Regions from separate parts of the Mus musculus genome. Here all the other regions are linked to region 4. Evidence: chromatin contacts called from public HiChIP or PLAC-seq data. All regions are on one chromosome and are shown on one strand. Each heading gives the region's core, a stretch centred on a gene start, on an enhancer-like site or on the middle of the called end of the contact. The rest is flanking DNA. Distances are from core to core; before and after follow the strand shown. Region 1 overlaps Gga3 (golgi associated, gamma adaptin ear containing, ARF binding protein 3). Region 2 holds the start of Itgb4 (integrin beta 4). Region 3 overlaps Grb2 (growth factor receptor bound protein 2). Region 4 overlaps Llgl2 (LLGL2 scribble cell polarity complex component).

Region 1 (2,827 bases), core at 80-2,579, 250 kb after region 4:
GCTATACAACCGTAACATACATGCAGTGCTCAGACACATATAGGCTCACCATCACAAGAACATGGCCCACAGAATCATCTGAGGCACATTTTACCTAACAGTTGGTACAGATGACTTGGGCAGTGTCTTTTGGTAGATATTGAAGACACAAAGATGCATGCTCCTCTCCCACCCCTGTCAGTTTCTCTGTGGTCTATTGGGGAGTCCTACCGTTTTCTGGGCATAAATGTTAAATCAGATGATGTCTTAGTCAGGGTTTCTATTCCTGCACAAACATCATGACCAAGATGCAAGTTGGGGAGGAAAGGGTTTATTCAGCTTACACTTCCATGCTGCTGTTTATCACCAAAGGAAGTCAGGACTGGAACTCAAACAGGTCAGGAAGCAGGAGCTGATGCAGAGGCCATGGAGGGATGTTCTTTACTGGCTTGCTTCACCTGGCTTGCTCAGCCTGCTTTCTTATAGAACCAAGACTACCAGCCCTGAGATGGTCCCACCCACAAGGGCCTTTCCCCCTTGATCACTAATTGAGAAAATGCCTTACAGTTGGATCTCATGGAGGCATTTCCTCAACTGAAGCTCCTTTCTCTGTGGTAACTCCAGCTGTGTCAAGTTGACACAAAACTAACCAGTACAGATGACTTCTGAGAACCTCTTTCGTTGTGGTTTTTATATCTGGGTCTCTCAGGAGCTCTTTGATCGTTGTGAGAATAAGAGGCGGACGCTGTTTAAACTAGCCAGCGAGACAGAGGACAATGACAACAGTTTGGGTGAGTGTGAAAGGATGAGTCAAAACTTTAGCTGTGTGAGAGTTGTCACAGCCCACACAGTGAGGGATCTCTTCTACTGTAGGGGACATCCTGCAGGCCAGTGACAACCTGTCCAGGGTCATCAACTCTTACAAAACTATTATTGAAGGGCAGATCGTCAATGGTGAGGTGACCACCTCAACCATGCCTGACTCTGAAGGTAAATATTCTGATTTCTATTCTGCAACCCTCCAGAGCAGCCATGTGCCCTGACCACTGAGCCCCAAATGGCAATGCTTAGGGAATTCCTGAGGGGATACCGAGCCATTTCAAGTAGCCATTCCCAGAGGCCAGGAGGTGTGCATGGAGACTTCCTTCCTTGCTTTCTCAAGCCTGGTTTTCAGTGTTCCTGGAGAAATGCCACTAGGTTGAGCCACAAGATAGAACAGCTATGCCCGGGTCCTGCCTCTTGCGGCATGGACACAGATTCTCCCTGAATGCTCTTGTTCCTCTTCTGTCGACCCATCTAGGAAACAGTCACTGTGGTAACCAAGGCGCCCTCATTGACCTTGCTGAGTTGGACGCCCCCAGCAACTCGTCTCCGGCATTGGCCCCACCCACCTCAGGCATCCCCATCCTCCCTCCACCCCCCCAAACCTCCGGGCCTCCACGAAGCCGTTCATCCAGCCAGGCTGAGGCTCCCCCAGGGTCTGACAGCACGAACAATGCCCTCTCCTTGCTGGATGAGGAGCTCCTCTGCTTAGGTACGCCCAAGCGTGGCACTGGGGAAGGAAGGCCTAAGGGTTGGTGTGCTTAGATAACTCTCTGGCGGCCGACAGGACCACTTTCCAAGGGAGTGCAAGGTAAACATGGCAGGCTCTGGCACAGCTCATCTCCTCTCGTCCTAGGAGGCCCTTCAGTCATGCATGAAGGGCAAATGCATTTTCTTCCAGTCTAGCTGCAGGGGAACTCTTGGCTTACAAGGACTGGCTCTTGCCTTGTCACCTGACCGTTATTGGGGGATTGGAGGGCGCAGGAGCTCAGCTCATTGACTTTTCTTTTGTGTTCTTAGGCCTTACTGACCCCGCCCCCACTGCTCCCAAAGAGTCACCTGGAAGTAGTCAGTGGCACCTGTTCCAGGTAGAGGCACCATAACAGCAGCATCACTCAAGTGATGCCCAAGGACCACAAGGCACCCACCCTTCCTTCTTAGGCTCTGGCTGGCTACACTTTGCTAGAACCAGAGCTTATGTATTCTCTAGAGGGTTCTGTGGGTCACAATGGGTACCTCAGAAGGCCCGGTGGGTGATGGCCTCGTCCCTTCTGGGTCTCTGCTCACTTGATATTTCTGTTGTACAGAATGAACCACCATCAGATCTGGACTTCTTCAGTCCCAGGCCAGTGCCTGCGGCCTCCTGCCCCTCAGATGGACCCCAGCTCCCTCCCCCAGTTTCTACCTCAAGTATGTCCCAAGCTCCACTGCCTGCTGCCTTCCCAGCTCCTGTGGTCCCAGCCAGTGCACCAACCCACAGCACTGGCTCCTTCATGTTCTCTTCTGGACCTGCCCCAGCCTTGGCTCCAAAGGCTGAGCCCAAAGGTCCAGAATACCCCAGCTCCAGCACCTCGCACCGCCTAGATGCCCTTGATCAGCTTCTGGAAGAGGCCAAAGTGTAAGGGATAGAAGAGGGTGGCTGAGCGTGGGGTGTCGTATATATAGGACCAAAGGGAGGCTTCATAGGATGGGGGATGTGGATCCTTTTTGGTACTGTGAGTCAGGCTGGAAGCTAGTGGCCTGAGGTAGCTAGACACTGGCTTTGGTTGAGGGGTTGCCTAGCATTCTAACCATCTTTCTGACTTGCCTTCCTTGGCCCCAGAACCTCAGGCTTGGTGAAACCTGTTTCTTGCTTCTCTCCTGGGCCCACTGCCTCCCCGCTGCTGCCTGCCTCTGCCCCAGCCAGACCTCTCCTGCCCTTCTCCACTGGGCCCGGAAGCCCTCTCTTCCAGTCCCAAGGCAGCCCTCAGAAAGGCCCAGAGCTCTCCTTGGCCAGTGTCCATGTGCCCCTGGAATCGATCAAGCC
Region 2 (2,936 bases), core at 411-2,910, 140 kb before region 4:
GCATCTATCTGCACAGGACCCCAGTGGGAGAGGCTTGCCTGTGTGTGCCTTAGGACAGATGAGGCACTGAGGCTGTGGAGCCTCCCATTCCAGCAGTCAGCACTGGGAGGGTCTGGCGGGGATTTGGGGGCAGTGTAGATTCCACACTGAACCTACACACACACACACACACACACACACACAGGAACTATATAATGTAAAGGCCTAGGCAGACACTCGAGTGTTTGCTTCGACCCAAATTGTATTTTAAAAGTTCTAAAAGTAGTCGCCTAGTATAGAAACAAGATTCCACATAAAGACTAGGACTGAGGATGCCATCACAGAGTGTGTAGCCATGGCAGGCTGGGCCAGACAGGACAGCAGTTCTTGAAGCTGTAACAGCCCCTTGCCTACCCTGTCAGCTATTGGAAGTCAGAGTTAAGGAGTCAAACGCTCATTTTCTGCTGTCCATTCTCTCAGCCCCCAGGAGACTCGATTTTCACTTTTAGTGAGGGTAGAAACAAACGTGCCATCTGGGTTGAACCTATGCTCAGGGTGTGGCAAGTCTGTCAGGAAGAAGGAAGAGGTCTGCCCCTACCCTTGGGAGCCACCTGGAGTCCCGGGCCACAGTGACAGCCAGAAGGCTCCTCCAAGGATCGTGGGAAAGAGTGTATGGCGGGGCCAAGTGCTCGCGGGACTGCTGGATGAGATTCTGAAAGGTCCCCCAAACAAAGGTGCCTGGAGCGGGCTTTGGGAAGAGAGCAGGCTGCGGGCCAGCCAAGAGGAAAATCAGGGACTCCCCACGCCTGACATGCACCCGGGTCACCACACAGCAGGTCCTGTCAAGCCGGACAAGAAGGGGGCTTGCTGCAAGGTAGTTAAGTTGTTCCTCTACTGTCTTCAGATTCAGGGGAGGTAGCACTCAGAGGGCTGGTGAGCCCCCAGCCTCTACCCACTCCTATTACCCACCTACCCAGTGTCCTTTTCTAGCAGGGGTATCTGATGTTCACCATTCTTTCCCTAGATCCCAACTACCCCGCTCCCAGCTGTCCCCTTCCCACATCCTGGCAGGGTTGGCACCTGTCCTGGCAGCATGGGCAGAGGGAGCCAGGGCCTGCCAATCTTCAGGGAAGGGAAGGGAAACAAAAGCCCCGGGCGGGAGTGGGTATTCACTTTCCTCTCCAGCCCTGTTGTCCCGGGGCACCGGGGCGGGCGGTGTGCCCTCGGATCTGCAGCGGGACCTGCACCTACCTTAGTGAGACTACCTCGGACTTGGGCTGCGTTGGGTCGAGCTGAGCGCGCGGGCGAGCCCGGCGGGACAGCAGGGCGGGCGGCGGCGGGCGGGAGCCAGCAGCGCTTTATGGACGGGCGGCGCAGGTAGGAAGGAGGCGCTGGTGAGTCAGGCGGACTGCATTCCTGCGCGCTGCGCGCACCTGTCGGGGCAGGAGCTGGGGTGTCGCCGCAGCCGCCAGGCCCGCCCCCCGGAAAGGGCTGCGGCTCAACCGGCGCCGGCCCCGAGCCCCGAGCCGCCGCGGAGGGGGCTGGAGGAGGAGCCACTCTTCCCTGCAGCACAGACCGGGGCTCCGTCTTCCCCACCCGTCCAGGCTCCCAGATCGGGTCCCCGGGCCGCTCCGGGTCGCGGGTCCGCTTCTTAATACAGTGAGCCCAGCTGGGTCAGTCCCGCTGCCTCGACGGTCATCGGGTCGTGCACCACCCTCTCCGTGTCAGCGCGAGGATAGGTCGTGCCCCAAACTGGTAGGGAGACTTAGCACTCTTGGACTGCTGGCCACTGGGTTCTCTCTGCCTCTACTAGAGGAACCGATAGGCAAGGACTGGGGCCTCTAGGTTTCTTCGGATACTCAAATCTCCTTAAAATGTAATTGTAGCCATCAAGAGGCCACGTGACCTAGTGTGGAGTAGCACTCATGGATTGTTACAGTGTTGGTGACAAGCTGATTCACAAATCTTACTCTTGCGGCAGGCTCTCGAGTGCCTTCAGGCCCCGTTTCTGTTTAATAATGAGTCCGTTGAGGCGCTGCAAGAACCCAACTCTAGTCTCACCAGGTTAGCTAATGCTCACCGCTGGCACTGGACCTCCTCAACCCGTGGGGGCTTCAAGCTCGCCAAGTGTCAGAGCCAGAGTATGCAGTCTGAAACTCAGCCAGATTTATCCTTATATTTGAAGACCCTGAACTAATGTTACAAGATCTTTAGTTTTCTTCGGCTTTGCCACATCCTCTGTTGGTTTCTAAGTCTGGTCGGAGAATATGGCCTTTTCCCACTGTGTAGTCCAGGCTAGTCTTGAACTTGGGGTAATTCTTCTGCCCCTGCCTTGCAAGTGCTGGGATTACAGGCATCCATCACCACACCTGTCCTTTTATTATCTTCCTTTTGATTCGGTGCTTGGTATGGAACATAGGTCTTCATGCGTATCAGCCATGTACTCTACCACTAAACTAGACCTCCAGACCAGAGTATGGCTTCTTTATGGCATTTGCTATACTGGTTTGAAATGATCATCCCACTGGACTGTGGACTCGGAGAACCCATGTTTTCTGCCCCAACCTGGGGTAATCCAAGTTAGGAGAGGTGGAGAGGCCTATGCCCAGGTCTGGGCTAGAGAGAAGGGAGGTTTTTGTTTTTTTGGTTTTTTTTTTGTTTTTTGGTTTTTTTTTCACCAGCCCAGCCCCAGCCCTGGTGCCTGGTACATAGAGGAGTTAAAAAAAAAAAAAAAAAAAAGTGTGATTGGGTAAGATGTCTTAATGGGTCAAGGTGCCTGCTGACAAACTTCATGACTTGAGTTTGATTCCTGGTGGGACTCATTGTCACAAGGTCTCTGTGGTGTGTACATCCATCCCACCCTCTCACATAAACAAATGAGTAAAACGAGTCTGTTGGGGCACTGCTGTTGTGTAGCAGGCCTTTCATCCAAGCACTCAGGAGGCAGAGGCAGGTGG
Region 3 (3,039 bases), core at 161-2,660, 150 kb after region 4:
ACTTGAGGTTTTCCTCTTTTTTTTTTTTTTTAAGATTTATTTATTATATGTAAGTGCACTGTAGCTGTCTTCAGACACACCAGAAGAGGGCATCAGAACCCATTACAGATGGTTGTGAGCCACCATGTGGTTGCTGGGATTTGAACTCAGGACTTCAGAAGAAGAATCAGTGCTCTTAACGGCTGAGCCATCTCTCCAGCCCGAGGTTTTCCTCTTATGGTAGCCTTCTGAGTCCAGGATTGCAGATGTGAAGTACCTAGATGCGAACTGTGCTCTTTCTCTTTCTTCTTTTTTTTCAGACACTGCTTCATTTTGTAGTGGTCAGTTAACAGAAATCACTATGTAGTCAGTCTGGCCTCAAACTCCGGCAAGCCCTCCTGCCTCAGCCTGTTAGGATTACAGATAGGAGCCACTGTGCTCAGCTTAGTTTCTGAGATACCAGTTTGCCATTTGAGTTCTCTCAAGGCAAGTAGCTTCCTGACCCTGACGTTCACTTGTCAGCTGAGTGTCAGCTTCCACCCCAGTGCGGAGAATGAACTTTCAGTTCCTGCATGTCTTGAGGAGCTGGGAGAGAGCCACTTCCTCTTCTGGGGAAAGAAATGACTGAGGACACGCAGTCTCCCCTGGAGGCTCCCCAGCCTGCCTCCGTGACAGTAGGTTGAAGCCCTTGCTGGAGGTCTTGACCTTAAGAACGGTTAAGTGTTTTCTGTCCTGTGAAGGAAACTAGAGGTAGCTCAGGAACTAAGGTCAAGAGAGGGTGCTGCTTTCTCTAGAGCTGTGAACCACCCAACATCTGTACAGGGAATCAAGCTCTGGTCATTAGGGAGAGCAGGCCACGTTAATAAGAGCAAAGCATCTCTCCAGCCCTGGTTTTAAATCTTTTTTAGACTAAAGTACACCGTAGTCTGTGCTTACTATCAAAACTTTGAGACCTTAAAAAACAAAAAACCCAGATGACTGAGGAAAGTCTTGCACTACTTGGCAAATACTCTCTGATTTCACTGCCTCCTTCATGTGGAATGAAAAACAACAGTTTCTCTGTATTATAAAGAGTTGGACTCCAGGCTAGCTTCTGAATCTTAGTTCTCCTAATAACTAGCCAAGTGAACTTGGGATCTTAGTCAGTTTGCTTAGCAATTTTGCATTTTGGTTATCTCTTCTGTAAAATGTGAATAACAATACCTGCCTTCCTAGGGCCACCATTAAGTTTAAAAGATCTAACTCATTAGTGTGCTCAAAGCAATGACTGACATCCATAGACTGTAATTGGCTAGCTGTAGTTGATTTTACTAATATGACTCAGGACCATAGGCAGTGTTGGAGAACTCCTGATTCCTATGCCTCTGCCCACTAAGCTGGTAAGTGCTGGTCTGCTCTTGCCTCAGATTCAGGATTGCAAAACCCTGGCCCAGAGCTCAGCTGATTTATTTGATTTTAGTTTTGGTTTGTTTGCGTGAGGGACTCACTATGTAGCCCTGGATGTTCTGGAACTCTGTGTAGACGGTGCTGGCCTTGAACTCACAGAGATCTGTGATCTTTGAGTTCTCTTTGCCTCCCAAGTGCTGGGATTAGAGGCTTGTGCCACCACACCCAGCCCATTTAAACTTATTTTATCCTACATTATTTTGGGGGGGGGTAGGAAACTCCAAATTCTGTATAAACCCTTTTAGTATTACTATTTTAGAAGTCTTCTAAGTGTTATCACTGCGCAGTATAGGCTGTTGAGATGGCTCCATGGGTAAAGATGCTTGCTGCCAAACCTGATGAGCTGAGGTCTCTTCCTGGAATCAACGTGGTAGAAGGAGAGGATTGACTCCTGAAAGTTGTCCCTGACCTTTACCTGTGCAGCTTGCTTGGCAAGCATGTGTATGCATGTGTGTGCGTGTATGTGGGTAAAAAACACCAGGTAGCTGAAAATGGAGCTCAGTGGCAAAGGGCATGCCTAACATGCACAGTCAGTGTGCCTATACCCAGAACCCCAGCGTCCCTCTGCAACACCTGCGGGAAACACACCACACATTCATTCATTCATTCATTCATACATTCATTCATTCATTCATTCATTTTTGGTTTTTTGGGCAGGGTTTCTCTGTGTAGCCTTGGCTGTGCTGGAATTTCCTCTGTAGACCAGACTGGCCTTGAACTCACAGAGATCTGCCCACCTTTGCCTCTTGAGCACCAGTGCCAAGGGCATGCGCCTGGCTAAAACTTAACTTTTAAAAGTTGGTATTTTCCATATTTTACTAATTATTTTAGTGGTTACATAATACATGAAGATAATGTTCTATAATTGACTCTCCTAGTTCCCTGTGCTGAGTTTCTTGATTGTTTCTATTAATAATTTAGTTCTGACTCTCCCGGGGGAGGGGACAGTTGATACTGTGTTGTCCTGTGGTCTGCTGCCGGGCTGATGGTTACTTGATTTAGGCAGTTGCCGAGAGCCGTCCCTAAATTCTCAGCTAGAGCAGATCTAACAGCACCTCTGTCTCTGGATAACAGTAAGGGATTATTTCAGAGTTAGCCAGTGTGTTATGGGACTATGATAACCAGATTTGTCAAATGTTTAAACAGTTTTTGAGATCTAAAATGCTTGTTTCCTGAGGCACATTTTATTTTGTGCTGTTTTTTAAGGTGATTATTTATCCTCATAGCTCTGTTATTAAGTTAGTAGGTAATTATGATACTAGAGGAATTTGGTGTGATTTTCTAGATACACTGTAGTTTGTTTTTGAGACAAGGTCTGAGATATATACCTGGTTGACTTGACCTCAAGCATGTAGACCAGGCTGGAGACCTGTCTCTGCCTCCCCAGTGCTGGGACTGAAGGTGTCACCAACCAGTGCTCACTCTGTGTGTGTGTGGTTTGTCTCCATTTTCTTCTTTGAACCAAATGAATCTCTTCTAGACAGGCCCCTAGCTCGTGTCTAGAAGAAGATAGGAAAACAAACTGGGTTTTGTTAAGTTTATAGTGCAAATGTGCTTCCAAGTTCCATCTGTGCTAGAAGATGTTGAGAAACCTCCTCGTTCTCGAGCACGGGC
Region 4 (2,762 bases), core at 6-2,505:
CTTCCAAAGGCCAGTTGAGAACAGGCACCCAGTCAGGCTCACCAGAATGACATTCAGGATGCCCTGAGCAGTGTGTCCTTGGACTGAACACGAGGCATCTTGTGAATACAGAGTGTGTGTTCTGATTGCTCACCCCAGTGTGAGAACTGTCCCTAGGCTGCGGCTGGCTGCTAGGGTCCTTAGTATTCTGCAGTGTGCCCCCGCCCCCAGGGCATCTTATCCAGCTGACAACACTGAGGGACCAAGGCTCTCTCAAAAGCAAAACAAGGGACATAGGCTCCCATGACTTTCCCTGGACAGGGCCCACATGAGCTGACTCCTTAGAGGAGGCCAAGCCAGGCCTGAGCCCTGTGAGCCCTGTGGGTGGGGCACACGGAAGGCTCAGTGGCCCCTGCTGGGATAAGAAGGAAGGATGTGGCTCAGAACCCAGGGAGGAAACAAGGAGGAACTAGGAAGCCTGGGTGTGTCCTGGGGAAAGCAGGGAAGGGAAGGTCCCAACTACCCGGCACCTAAGTGCCCTGCCCACACTGGTGTCCCTTCCACAGCAGCTAAGACTCTTGTAAACTTTCAAGGTTCGGAGTCCCCTGAGTGTAAGTTCTACATGCTAGTAATCCCCCGCCTTAGTTAGGTCCCTAAAGGGTGAGGTGGCCTTTCTCAAAGGAGCCGCCCACAGAGTGTTGTGGAGCCGCCAAGAGAGTGTCCTGTCCCCTCCCCCCTGTAATCCAGAGCACGTGGGCAGCAGGTAGAGCCTGGGGATACCCCAAGCATAGGATTCCCAGACCCCAGAGAACTCTAAAACAAGAAGGTGGACCAACGCTCTGCAGTTCTCCCTCCCGTTGTCTCCTCAGCCTCTGTCCTGTCCTGTCCTGTCCTGCTACCTGGGCTCAGGTGACCTCTGCTAAGGGAGAAGAGAACAATGGGCTCTTTTGACAGGGAAAGGAGAGCAAAGATGAACAGAAGCCGCCAGACTGTAATATTAGCCCAAGTCCCTGTCAGATTGTGAGAGGTGGGGGTGGGTGGGTAGCGGGTGTTGCCCTTCACCCTTACACTCAGCTGGGGAGGACTGTCCTCCAAGCCCACGGCTTTGGGGACCCTGTAGTGTCTGTCAGGGGCTGAGAGGAGAGCTCCCAGAAGCTGCTGAGGGCCTCAGGAGGGAGGAGGGAGGAGGGAGGAGGGGCAGATCCACCTGCCTGCAGTGGCTCTGCCAGATACTGGGTGTGGTAAGCTCAGATTCCTGGCCCAAGCAACTTGGCCTCTCTGTGTGGTTGTCATCTGACACTGGTGCCCATGTAGGCAAAAGCCACAACAAAACGATGTGGTCTGGGCTGGGCGGGCCTAGTTGGTTAGAAACACACCATTTATTTGATTTGGGAGGTGTGGTGGTGGGGAGGGTTCTGAGGGGGGTGTGTTATTCTGCAGCAGTCCAGCGCAGGCACCTAGGCCTAGGTCTGCTCACACTGGGGTGTGGCTACTAGTGGGTGCCTGGGTTTCACCAGAGGGGCAAGCAGGCCCCAAACAATGTTCAAGGAGCAGGGTTTCACTAAGACCAGGACGTCCGTCCAGCCCCTGAGGTAGTCCCTGTTCCCTTAGCTAGTCTTCAGTGGGAACCTAAGCTGCCTGACTGGGTTGGAGGTGAGTGTGCTAAGAGGGTACAAGTGGTAGACAGCAGGTAAAGACACTGAGCTCCGAGCAAACCATGCTACTTGATGCTGCCCATAAGAAGCGATTGAACATGGGGCTGGAGAGATGGCTCAGCAGTGAAAAGCACTTGCTGCTCTTGCAGAGGACACAGAACCAGTTCCAGCACCCACATGATGGGACACAGCCATCCCTAACTCCAGTTCCAGGAGCTTCTGATCTCTGGAAGCACCAGCCACGCATGTGGTGCCCATACATACATGAAGGCATAACATGCATACATATAGGAAACAAACTAAAATAAATAGAGCCATGAAACCTGTCCACTGCACCAGCCTCCATTAGGGTGCTTAGCAACCCCACTTCACGGAAGAGGAAACTGAGGAATAGACAGGCTAATCAATGTCTACATGGTCACGTGGTGAGAGCTGAATCAGAACCAAGGCCCGGCTATATGGCTCCAGTTCCCTGCCCCAACCACTGTTAACACCCAGCCCTGATGCCTGGCACCCAGCCCCTGAGCTAGACTTGGTCCCCTGGCAGCCAGCCCCTTTTTCTGGTCATGGTCACAACTCCTGGCCAAGGACAGGTAACCCTCATGGCCCTAGCTAGGGCAGCGTCCCCGTTTTGTGTGAGGCATCTTGCTGGCTCTGTGGAAAGGCCTAGAACTGGTTTAGAAGCTGGGATCTGTAAGCTGTTTGGGCATCTGTCGTGTGGCGGGCGATGCCACTGTTCTGTTGTTGCACGCATTGCCCACGACACGCTGCCTGACAGCCTGACCTTCAGGGTGGCACTCCCAGATGTGACCACACCGTGAGTAGCCACTGTGCAGGCGCGGACCCTAACCTGCACATGAGGAATTCCTGTGTGGAGTCTGACAACAGCCCATGCACCTTTGATTCTGTGGCGTTTAGCCAAGCACTCGGTGGACACACGTGTACAGCCCTTCACGTCACGCTGGCTCTGTTTACGTCTCCCTCAACCTAAATCGAAATCTAAGATCATCTCCATTCTAGAGCTGTGCCAAGGCCTCACAGTGAGTGAATGGGGCTATCAGGTGCTAGGTCAATACTCGTCATTGGACTAGATGCTTCACCATGATCCTGTTCTCATCAAAATGGTCA

The links. HiChIP or PLAC-seq counts read pairs in DNA pulled down with a chosen protein or histone mark.
Region 1: an H3K27ac HiChIP or PLAC-seq map of embryonic stem cells shows a contact between it and region 4, with 4 times the contacts expected there. The contact joins two enhancer-like sites. A contact is called at or near these places in 1 of 39 promoter capture datasets (embryonic stem cells), 1 of 484 Hi-C or Micro-C datasets (bone marrow-derived macrophages), 6 of 115 datasets of contacts at active chromatin or transcription factors (embryonic forebrain, embryonic stem cells, epiblast stem cells and 1 more) and 4 of 9 other capture datasets (adipose tissue, embryonic stem cells, liver and 1 more).
Region 2: a FOXA1 HiChIP or PLAC-seq map of pancreatic cancer cells shows a contact between it and region 4. The contact joins the promoter of Itgb4 here to the enhancer-like site in region 4. A contact is called at or near these places in 2 of 484 Hi-C or Micro-C datasets (bone marrow-derived macrophages and reprogramming fibroblasts), 6 of 115 datasets of contacts at active chromatin or transcription factors (double positive thymocytes, embryonic stem cells, extraembryonic endoderm stem cells and 2 more) and 2 of 9 other capture datasets (adipose tissue and liver).
Region 3: an H3K27ac HiChIP or PLAC-seq map of hepatocytes shows a contact between it and region 4, with 2.3 times the contacts expected there. The contact joins two enhancer-like sites. A contact is called at or near these places in 2 of 39 promoter capture datasets (cranial neural crest and liver), 4 of 484 Hi-C or Micro-C datasets (embryonic stem cells, natural killer cells and rod photoreceptor), 24 of 115 datasets of contacts at active chromatin or transcription factors (the SCID.adh cell line, bone marrow-derived macrophages, effector CD8 T cells and 15 more) and 3 of 9 other capture datasets (adipose tissue, liver and pancreatic islet).

What each region holds. Positions count from the first base shown.
Region 1 is chr11:115,586,998-115,589,824 of GRCm38.p6, reverse strand. Gga3 (golgi associated, gamma adaptin ear containing, ARF binding protein 3) reads left to right here. Exons shown (of 17, transcript NM_173048.3): 9 at 689-770; 10 at 853-969; 11 at 1,280-1,513; 12 at 1,822-1,889; 13 at 2,109-2,419; 14 at 2,624-2,827. Among named protein-coding and RNA genes, the nearest start is that of Gga3, 16 kb to the left of the region's middle. Within about 2 kb of position 1,329, at least 5 of the 459 cell types and tissues checked have an H3K27ac peak or open chromatin away from gene starts, as enhancers often do. A contact at or near this core is called in embryonic stem cells, where this site is marked.
Region 2 is chr11:115,973,449-115,976,384 of GRCm38.p6, reverse strand. Itgb4 (integrin beta 4) reads right to left here and starts at 1,660. Exons shown (of 40, transcript NM_001005608.2): 1 at 1,231-1,660.
Region 3 is chr11:115,690,537-115,693,575 of GRCm38.p6, reverse strand. All of the region lies in intron 2 of Grb2 (growth factor receptor bound protein 2), which reads left to right. Among named protein-coding and RNA genes, the nearest start is that of Grb2, 17 kb to the left of the region's middle. Within about 2 kb of position 1,410, at least 102 of the 459 cell types and tissues checked have an H3K27ac peak or open chromatin away from gene starts, as enhancers often do. A contact at or near this core is called in hepatocytes and liver, where this site is marked.
Region 4 is chr11:115,837,579-115,840,340 of GRCm38.p6, reverse strand. All of the region lies in intron 2 of Llgl2 (LLGL2 scribble cell polarity complex component), which reads right to left. Among named protein-coding and RNA genes, the nearest start is that of Llgl2, 15 kb to the right of the region's middle. Within about 2 kb of position 1,255, at least 68 of the 459 cell types and tissues checked have an H3K27ac peak or open chromatin away from gene starts, as enhancers often do. A contact at or near this core is called in embryonic stem cells, extraembryonic endoderm stem cells, hepatocytes and 3 more, where this site is marked.